Linked DNA regions of Mus musculus: region 1 is linked to region 2. A link is a contact called in public HiChIP or PLAC-seq data. All regions are on one chromosome and are shown on one strand. Each heading gives the region's core, a stretch centred on a gene start, on an enhancer-like site or on the middle of the called end of the contact. The rest is flanking DNA. Distances are from core to core; before and after follow the strand shown.

What was found. HiChIP or PLAC-seq counts read pairs in DNA pulled down with a chosen protein or histone mark.
Region 1: an H3K4me3 HiChIP or PLAC-seq map of bone marrow-derived macrophages shows a contact between it and region 2, with 2.7 times the contacts expected there. The contact joins the promoter of Pygl here to the promoter of Abhd12b in region 2. A contact is called at or near these places in 3 of 39 promoter capture datasets (HPC-7-derived erythroid cells, macrophages and neural stem cells), 18 of 484 Hi-C or Micro-C datasets (the G1E-ER4 cell line, the HPC-7 cell line, the N1E-115 cell line and 12 more), 4 of 115 datasets of contacts at active chromatin or transcription factors (bone marrow-derived macrophages, embryonic stem cells and memory CD8 T cells) and 3 of 9 other capture datasets (adipose tissue, liver and pancreatic islet).

The regions. Positions count from the first base shown.
Region 1 is chr12:70,225,009-70,230,115 of GRCm38.p6, forward strand. Pygl (liver glycogen phosphorylase) reads right to left here and starts at 2,675. Exons shown (of 20, transcript NM_133198.2): 1 at 2,333-2,675. The coding sequence starts at 2,575. It overlaps F730035M05Rik (RIKEN cDNA F730035M05 gene), which reads left to right and starts at 2,833. Exons shown (of 5, transcript NR_045174.1): 1 at 2,833-3,370. Gm38467 (a long non-coding RNA gene) reads right to left here. Exons shown (of 3, transcript XR_381644.4): 3 at 4,344-4,645.
Region 2 is chr12:70,150,303-70,155,499 of GRCm38.p6, forward strand. It overlaps Abhd12b (abhydrolase domain containing 12B), which reads left to right and starts at 3,829. Exons shown (of 13, transcript NM_001195033.2): 1 at 3,829-3,963. The coding sequence starts at 3,869.

The sequences.
Region 1 (5,107 bases), core at 1,425-3,924, 74 kb after region 2:
AGTAGGAGAGGAGGATGGGAAGGCGGATGCAGGCAGGTAATGGCTGAGAGGATGGAAGGGCAGGTTCACCTGGAAGATGACTTCAGCATGCTTAAGGACTATGCCAGGGTCTGCAGCCAACCTTAACAGAGTCAAGAGTCAAGATGTGTTGTTTTAGGAAGCTCAGCTGGACCCAGGCCTGGACTGCAATGGGACTACAGATGCAGTGCCTTTGGGAGCTGACAGAGAAGATGAAGATGTAACTGAAGTTACAGCTGGAAGCACGAAAGCATGCCGAACTGTAACCCAAAGCCACTGAATTTGACGACACAGAGGCTAGCCCAAAGCCATGAAACATAACTACCCAGAGGAGGACCTCTGGCAAAGAGGTGTATGCCTGTTAGCCATGGTAAGCCTCTGGCTGCTGGCTTACACTTCCAGGGAAGTGAGGTCATGGCTGAGAATCCCTTACAACAGACCTGTAGGCCCTCTCAGCTACGCAGAGGCTGGAAGAGAGTGGGAAGTTTGATGGGCAGTGCAGAAATTTGAAAGGGGAATATAAAAGAAAGTCAAAAGCTAAGACCAAGTTTTGGGCTGTAGCGACTGTCATGGTGGTGACACGGAGTCATTAAATTAAAAAAACACAGAGGGCAGGTCAGGATTTGAAGGAACGTGACTTGAGTTTCTGTGTGCTGAGTTTGAGGGGACAGGACGAGGCTTCAGTATCATTAAACCTTTGGCATGCTTCCACAGGGACTGGGCTAGGGAACAGGACTTGGTGACTTGTGGGCACACCAGGGAGCAAGGCTGGGGAAGGAGCTTGGGCACACCTCCTGGTTTTACCCAAGTTCTCTTCGAGGACTGTAACTGTCCAGTTTCCACAGAGACCATCATGCAGCAAACACTACGATCCTGCATGAAGTCAATTTTTAAGAACTTCCAAGCTCTTCTAAGAAGAGTTATGCAACATGTTTGCTGCTACTCTGCCCTTGTATAGGAAGGAAGAGTCAGGAGAAAAACTAACCATTGAACCAGGAAGATTACCCGTGGAGCAGAAACAACCTATCTCTCTGTGCTGGGATGCTAAATGCTACAGAGTAGCGGTTGCGTTTGTGTGTTTCCAAAATGTTGCTCCAACTCAGGCAAGTCCTGTACCACCTCTAAAAAATTCTAACTCAAGGTGCAGCTTGTTGTACGGATAAAAAGACACAGTCATGAATGTGGACCTGAAGTCTTTTCTAAGCAAAGGTTTAGAGTTGGAAGGATACAAATTAGCAGTTGTCCTGTTTGGGTAGCAGTCTGCTAGGCTCTTAGAACCACAGTATCTTACTATAGGAGTTTATCCCTCAGTCTTGGAAATTTCCTATAGTTCTCAGGCACAAATGGTAGAGATAGATTTTCTCGATGTTCTTATGTATTTAGAAACGCCTAAGTAGTAAGTATGTATCCGCATTTCCCATTGCCACCAGGGTCTGCTGTTCATCTTTTCCAACTTAACTCCAAAGCCAGTTTTTCCAGCTTTCTCTTCCAAAACATTCACCACACCATCCCCCATAAGGCTGCTGCCGCCTTGCACTCTCCCTGTCCGCTCCTCCCCAACCTTTCACATTAGCTCTGGTTCTCTTCCAAGACTGGTCATGATGGGGTGGTGTTCCTCCACATGTCCACCACCCCAGAGACTCCGCATTCTGGCCCTTGGTAGAAATAGGAGCTGGTTGCCTAAATGTGGTGTCCCCCACATCTCTGGGGCCTCCACAAGGCTTCTGGAAGGGAGAAGGGTGTTTTTACAGGGATAGCTTCAGGTGAGTCTCTTGGCAAGGCCCATCAGGCAGTCAGCACAAAGTTCAGGAACTGCAGTCTCCACTCGGTCTGGGCCCTGGGCCGGGACCTCCCCCATCTTTGTTGCACAGCTAAGCTAGGCAGCCCTGAGGCCTGGGCAGGGTCACTATTAGAGGAACTCTAAACTTCCCTCTCCTTTCCTTAAACACTAAGCTTGACCCTCTAAGGCTAGGCTTTTGTATGTTTTTGTTTTCTGTGCCCCTTCCCGGCCCCCTGGACCTGAGCGGATTGTCAGGGCCCCCGGAACCTGGACGGATCACATAGGAGGCGCAGGATCCCCCTTGGTTAAGTGCTGAGCAAACTCCATAGTTTGCTTAGTTCGCCAGAGAGGGAAGCGTGGGCTCTTGCCACCAGCTGGTCTCCGGATCTCACACCACAGTGGAGCCCTGAGGATGGCACACCGCTGTGGGGGAGGTGGAAGGGATGGCCGAGCCTATGTCCTGCTGCTGGCCTAGACTTCGAGACCAGGACAGGGAGTGGAGGGGAGGGGGGACAAACGCCCTTCGCCTGGTACCTTGGGACACTTGTCGTAGTAGTGCTGCTGTGTACGGATCCAGCGCCCCACCAGGTGGTCGCGCACTGTGTGCGCAAGGGCGAAGTAGTAGTCGCGGGGGGTGGCCACATTGCGGTCCTTGACCAGAGTGAAGTGCAGGTGACGGTTGAAACCCTTTTTCAGCTCGGCCACATTCTCTACGCCCACGATGCCTCGGATGCTGATCTGCCGTCGCTTCTCCTGGTCGGTCAGGGGCTTTGCCATGGTTGCGGGCGGAGGGAGCACAGAACGGTCTCCGGGCTGCAGGACTGGCCTCCTCCCTTCCTTACTTGCTGCTTTTGAGACGCTGGGGAGTTGGGGATCCGCCCCTCTCCGGGTTCCCGCCCACCCGTGGCTCCCAGAGTGACGCCCCCCCAGGGGGGCGTGGGAGCCCCAGGGCGGTGCTGCGGCTGCGGGCACCGCCCCTCGGCCGCTCCCAGAACGTCCAGGTCACGTAGTGCGCAAAGGCTCTGACCGCGTCTCTCGGTGTGGAAGGAGGCCTCGGCTGGCTCGCTTGTTGAGTTCCCAGTAAAGCCATTGCCTCTTCTCAGTGGGTTCCACGGTTGCTTCCCAGGGTGACATTGTAGGGTCAGTGTGATTTAACCCTGATTGCCCCGGTCTTGCTTCCCAGTTTTTAGGCATAGTACTATCCTGGGTTCTAAGGGGGCCTTGGTTGGTTGGTTTATTTATTTTTTTTCTGAGGACGCAGGACTGGGGTTTCTTGACTCCTAGGCCCAGGCTGGACTAACCCACAGTAGTTGGCCACAGTTGGTGTAAAAGTCAAGGGGTCTGTTGAGAAAGCTTTAGTCTCAGTGGGGGACAAGACTTCGTTCGATTTGAGACCCCTTGTTTGCACTGCTCTTTGACCAAATGAGGCATAAGGATAAGAGGGCGTGGGGGAAGGGGAGGGAGGGAGAAGGAGAGAGCACTCCAGGAACCAGTTGTCCCGTGTTCAGGAGACATACTGGTGTGTGATCTTTATACCAGATCCGAATGTGATGGTGTTTAAACTTTGGAAAGGTAAACATGAGGCATTTTAAGATGTCAATTTTTTTTTTCTCAAAATGTATGTACTGTACGCGTGTGTCCTCAAATGTGCACACAGACACGTAGTGGTCCAGGGTTGGTTCTCTCCTCTCGTGATGGTTGCTGGGATCGATCCAGAGCGGTCAAGCTTGGCAGCAGATGCCTTTACCTGCTGAGCCATCTAGAGGGTCCGTGTCAGCCTACCTGCCTGCCTTCTTTCCTTCCTGTCTATCACTCCTTTCCTTCTTTCTTTTCTTTCTTTTTTTCTTTCTAAACAAAGCTAACTATTAGAGGCCAGAGAAGGAGTTTGGTTACTTAATTCATATAAACCAGCTATTACCCTAAAAGTGAAAGTTTTACTGTCACAGATCTAACTGCGGTTTCAGATCCTGGTCCTTCCAGCTTCCAGGGTTTTGGCTCCAGCCTTTGGGGCAGATGAAAACTAAGTGGCTTCATGCAATGGCTTTGAGGACAGCATGGTCCTATGAGACAGGGTAAGGGTTGGATTTGATTGAGCCAGAGATACCCAGAGCTGAGAGTGAGTGCAGAGTTTGGTCAGAATGCTTGACTTAAAGCTAAGAGGCTGTGAGCATCCACTTCTGTATTTGCCAGGTATTGGCATAGCCTCACAAGAGATAGCGATATCAGGGTCCTGTCAGCAAAATCTCATCTATTGGGTGGAACACAGGACCCCTAAAGAAGGAGCTAGAGAAAGTACCCAAGGAGCTAAAGGGGTCTGCAACCCTATAGGAGGATCAACAATATGAACTAACCAGTACCCCCCAGAGCTGTGTCTCTAGTTGCATATGTAGCAGAGGATAGCCTAGTCAGCCATCAATGAGAGGAGAGGCCCTTGGTCTTGCGAAGATCATATGCCCCAGTACAGAAGAATGCCAGGGCCAGGAAGTGGGAGTGGGTGGGTTGGGGAGCAGGGCAGGTTGGGGGGAGAGTATAGGGGACTTTCGGGATAGCATTTGAAATGTAAATGAAGAAAACATCTAATAAAAAAATAAAACTAAGAGGCAAATGATGAAGTGGGAAGGAAATCCCAGTGAGCAGGTCCTTTGGCAGATTGCAAAACCTAGCTTTTTTTTCTTTTTAATTTTTTTAAAGTTATCATTTTTGAATTCTGTGGTAATGAGTCTTCATTGTGAACTTGACTGGAGTTGGAATAATGGAGTACCAGGCATGCCTCTGGGTAGTGATGGTGTTTTCAGAGATGAGGAAGGAAGACAGATGTTGAAGGTGGTTGGTGCCATTGGCACCGTCCTGTGGGAAAGGGTTCTGGAATGAGTAAAACAGGAGAAAGCAACAGTGCTCGCCCCTCTATGCTTCCTGACTGTGGTGCAACGTGGCCAGCCCCTCGTGCTGCCACCACCATGACTGCCCTGTTGTCATGGACGGTATCTAAACTGTTCAAACTTTGGAAGATTCCAAAGGCAAAGGCAATTTTCCAGTTTTGCTAGGGATGTCTTCGTGCAGGTGGGTCCTAGATCTCCTGTCTGTTGAAGGGCACAGGAGTCTTTCTGGGAGCAAGGATAACGATGGGTGCATTATTTTCTTGACTTGGTATCTAGTCAGTGAGCCCACCCTGTCCCTTGGGGTTGAACATTTCTTCGACATGGGCAAAAGGTAGATCTCATAACGCTTCAGTCATAGAGTGTGAGGAGGGACCGTGCCACCAACTGTGTTAAAGAGGCTATGGCCAGGCAGAGGCAATAACTTAGTGGG
Region 2 (5,197 bases), core at 2,579-5,078:
CATCATGAAATAACAAGGGGAGCTGGCGTGTGAGGCTTACCATGCACTGTGAAGAGCTCATTGGAAGGAATAATGGACTGAATACTTCTGGTGTTCTTGAGCACTTCCAGTTTCAGCTCAAAGAGAGCCTTGGCTTCAGGAATCCTCAGAGCATCTGCCACTCGAGCTAATAGGATACCTGTATTAACTCTCAACACCAAGCGCATGAGACTGACCCAACTCTCACCCTTGAACTTATGTGGTAAATTCTCTTCGATACGTGCAAAACCAATATGAAACCTCAACAGAAAACTATGTGCTGTGAGTTCCTTCACTTGCTCCCCAATTCCTGGGACTATTAATATTTCACTTGTATTTCATCAGCATTAAATTCCTAAATTGCTCTGTACATGGGAGGCTCAGAGAGTATGAGGAGAGGAAGGTAAAGTGGAAGAGAGCCGAGGTCCTTGGTGCTGTGCTGCTGGGATTCTACATTGATGGGGCCATTCTGAAGAACGGGCTGCAATTCCTAACAATTAAATACCGATTTATCTGTATGTATTCCTGACCATGTTATCTCTGTGGCAAAACACCTGACAAGAGCAACCCACGGCAGGGAGGATTCATTTGGGCTCCTAGTTTGAGGATGCAATCCCTTGTGGTTGAGGAGTCCTGGGAGAGAGACCAGCTCCAGCTGCGGCAGGCAGCCCAGGGTGGAACGGGTCACTCACACTGAGTCTGCAGTCTGGAAGCAGAGAGAGGTGGATGCTGACTGTCTGTCTCCATTCTCCTGTTTATTTGATCTGAGACCCCTCCCCACTCTGGGAAATATTCTCAGGGTAACAAAAAACAAAACCCACTAATTGTTGTTTGCTGGCTCTACAGCTCCAAACACTTCATCGCCAGCTATTTACCTCCAGAGCAGGTTGCCAGGGGACAGGGGCATCGCCCATTGCCTTTGTCCAAGATAACTTTAGGTGGTAAAATTATCCTGTCTCCAGCTGAGGATTTCTTTCTTGGTGGAACATCTTGGTCTCTGCTGTATCTGCAACAGCGACTTTATCTTAACATCCATACAACATGTCACAGGACATGTTCAATTGTGTTCTTTCTGTGCACGTTGCTAATGACGCTGAAAGTCAGCTTGGGGCTGGGTGCAGCTCCTTGCTATAGTGCTTACCTAGGCTGCCTGAAGAGTCTGGGTCAATCCCCAGCCCTGCACTGGGAAGGGGCGGAGTTTTGTTGACATGATTTCCATGTAGCCAAGGCACTTCACACAACCTGAGAGCTCCGTACATTGAGGCTAGCACCAGCACAGCTGAGACATAAACTCGTCTGAGACCCTCAAATGTTGCCTAGTCACCGTTTCTTTTTCCACCTCCCCTTCCCACCCCCAGACCGCTTATTCCCTGATCTGATTTCTGATGTGGGACACTTTTTAATTCCTGTTCCATACTGTTACAACCCCCTCTCGGATCATGTCCCTACCAGGGAATTCCGGTTCCTTTTCTTCCAGTACCCAGTGCGGTGATTGATACTTAAAAGTGAATGAATAATTAAAAAAATTTTTTAAAAAAGATTTTATTTATTTATTTTATGTATATGAGTACACTGTCGCTGTCTTCAGACACACCAGAAGAGGGTATCAGATCCCATTACAGATGGTTGTGAGCCACCATGTGGTTGCTGGGAATTGACCTTGGGACCTCTGGAAGAGCAGTCAGTGCCAGTGCTCTTAACTGCTGAGCCATCTCTCCATCTCAAATGATTTTTTTCTTTTAATTATGCCAAGTCAGATTGGAGATTCTAGACTCTGACTTCTAAATGTGCCGTTTGAAGGGGGGAGAGAGGAGCATGGTAGGGCATGGCTGTCATTTCAATACTTGGCGGTAGAGGCAGTGGGAGGATCAGGAGTTCAAGCCTAGCCTGAAAATAAGGAAACTGGTATGTGTGTCTGTCTGTCTGTTTGTCTGTCTAGGGTGTCTAGGGTGGAGAATGTCTCTCCCAGGGCACTGATGTACAAATCTTACCAAGAAGAGAATGCCCTAATTTTCAGCTATAGAGACTTTGCTGATCATTTCAAACATTTCCCCAGAAGTTGGGCTTCGTCTTGCTCAACTAAAGGGCAGGCCCCAGTTCTCTCAACCTGGAAATAAAATTTGGGATCCTTCGAGGCTAACTGGTCTTCGCCCCCTCCTTCCTCACGCTCTTGGGTCTCTTCAGAGCTCTCCGGTCCAGAGGCTCATCAGCGGTGCCTTGCACAAGGTCTCTGAAATTCCAGACCATCCACCTTTGTGGCCAGCTCCTGGGGTGGGATCCTAAGAACATTTCCCATCAGCAGGTGTGGCCCTGATAATTCTCACTGGCAGCCGCCTCACCTATCAGGCATGTAAGGCCAAGAATGAGAGAGCTGTCAAACAGCTGACACGGACTGGGCCTAATCTGATTGCTCTGATCTTGATGTGAATCAGAAAGTGGACACCCTGCAGATGGCCCTGTCAGCACAGGCCCTGTAATCTCACCTACTCTTGAGGCCAAGGCAGAGAGAGCAAAAGTTAAAGTTCTGCAAGGGATGCAGTGAACTCAAGGTCCGCCGGAGTCACTTAGTGAGGGTCTTATCTCAAGCTTTAGACATAAAGCTGTAGACATAAAGGGGGTGAGGGATATCGCTCATTGGGAGAGTGCTTGCTCTGGCACAGGGAAAGCAGAGGGTCAATCTGGGTTCTGCCCCTGAAATGAGCATGGTCAGAGCGATTAAAAGAGGAAACAGAGACTCTGTCCTTGCCAATTCTATGAAATGAAATCACACACTTATTGACTGCTGTCTTTTTTTCTGAAAGGGTCCATTTCCCCCAGTGGAAGAGTCCCCTGCACCAGGGCTTCACAGTCAAAGCCTACTGAGGACCCACACGGGGGGGGGGGGGGGGGGGCGGGGGCGGGGGCGGGGAAAGTACATTTGGCTTCAGGGCATGATGCGCTTTGCTCTGGGAGGAAGCCTGGATGCTGGCATCACATTGCATCTTTTTTTTCTCCTCATCCCCACCCTTTAGCCTGATGGCTTCTGTGAGGCAGCTCTGGCAGGCCTGTGGCTCTTGCTCTTAGGAGAAAGCTTCAGGAATATAACTTGTACCAGGTAGCAGCTGGCTCAGGTGTCCACTAACCTTGGCAGGAGAATAGGCTCTGCTATATACTGATAATAAGGAAACAAAACATCAAAAAGATCTTCATTTTGGATACATGAAGTCATTGTGTAGCTCATAATTCCTTGGCCCGAAGGGTGTTTACATAAATCATATATTATTTCATGTTTATGTGTTTTGCCTGCATGTGGATCTGTCTGAACACTACTTTCATGCCTAGTGCCCACAAAGGATCTGGATCTGGAATTATAGACTATGTGCTATTGCCTGCAAAAGCAATGAGTGCCTTTGACCACTAAGCAGTTTTTTTTTCCCAGTCTTTCAACTGTTTCTTAAACAAAGGGAACCAAAGAAATTCTTGTGACAGCAATGGCAGGCAGATCTTATAAAGCCGTGCCTAGAAAACTACTGTCAAGATTTTAAGAGTTTTTACTTTATTCTGTGGGCCTAGCAAGGGAAGCATCTGCCAAAGCTCATAGGGATATTTAATGAAAAGCAATGAGAATGAAACAAATGGATACATAGTTATATCTATGTATCAATGCATTTCTATTCATCACCTGCTTGTCTGGGTATGAGACCAACCAGGGAGGAAGCCCCAGCCTCTGCAATGGGTGTGACCTTAGGTAGGTGGCCAAGTTTTCCTCTGGGTAGAGGAAGGGGGCGGAGCAAGAGCAGCAGGGGAGGAGAGGGTAAGCCTGGTCCCTGGAAGCCTGTGGCAGCTCCCTCAGCAGTGGAGGCACCTCAGGATGGACGCTAGGGACTGTGATGCAGCCTCGGAGCCAGGGCCCCCTCCCTGTTCCTCTGTGACCTCCTGGTGGGCTATGGTCCTGAGGAACCTGAGGTGAGTGTGCTTGATGGGTCATCACCTAAAATAGCTCCCTTGTCCAGTTTTAGGCATGGTTAGGCAGTTGCTGGGGCTACCCTGTCCAAGACCTGTCCATGGTTCTCCTAGGTCTGGAGGACACTGAAGCTTTAGGGCTGGTTTTGGGGTCGGGGGACTTTGTGGCTTGCACATTCTTGCTAACTCCTGGGTTATTGAAGATAGCATTACCCCAGCATTCAATTCCTACCGAGACCAGAGAGGCCAGAAGGTTTGACTTTTCAGGAAGGTATGAGAGCGTTGGAAAGGAGGCTCCAAAAAGTTTCTCTTATCTGTTCAATTTACAACTCTACCGAATGAATTTAAATATTACTAATAACAGAGGCAGCCAAAAACTTATGGTGTGCTGTAATCGGAGGTGCAATCTTTGTAGGTCAAAGACCTGTGTAGGTGGAAAAGAGTCCTGGCTCTTCAGGTATGGGTTTGCAGGTGTGTATTTAAAGGACTGGCTGAACTTCTGGGGGTATTGGAATCACTTTGTATATATGGGGTTACTTATGTAAATTCTTAACATTCTTTATGCCTGAAAATGTCTGTTTATCATTGTGGCTTGTTTGTTTGTTTGTTTTGGTTTTTCGAGACAGGGTTTCTCTGTGTAGCCCTGGCTGTCCTGGAACTTACTCTGTAGACCAGGCTGGCCTCAAACTCAGAAATCCGCCTGCCTCTGCCTCCCAAGTGCTGGGATTAAAGGCATGCACCACCACGCCCGGCTTTGTTTGTTTTTAAATATTGTCTCCCATCGAGTCAATGGTCAGTCATCCTCGGTCTTGTTGGCCTTGGAGCTAGGTCCTGGGTGTGAGGCAGTGGACTCAGGAGGTGTGTGTATCCCGTTTAGTTTGTTGAATTGGTATTCTTGTTACGTTTCTTGTTTCTGTTTCATTTTATTTTGTGTTAGTTACAAGTACTCTCTGGCCACAGCTACACACTGGAGGTGTCACTTTGGAATGTCCCAGGGATGATGACGAACAGGGAATCTTTGCTGTCTTATCCCCCACCCCACCCCACCCCACCCCCCGCCCCCAGCCAGGTATAGAGGTTGGAGAGTGGGTGGCATCGCGTCGCTCCAGTTACCTACACTTTACCCCTTGACATGAGAAACATCCCCCACCCCCAGTTCTCTATAACACCAGTGGTTGATGGTTTAGCCCTCACTAGGCAGAAAAGAGCATCTCTTAGGTAGATAGTCAAAGCTACA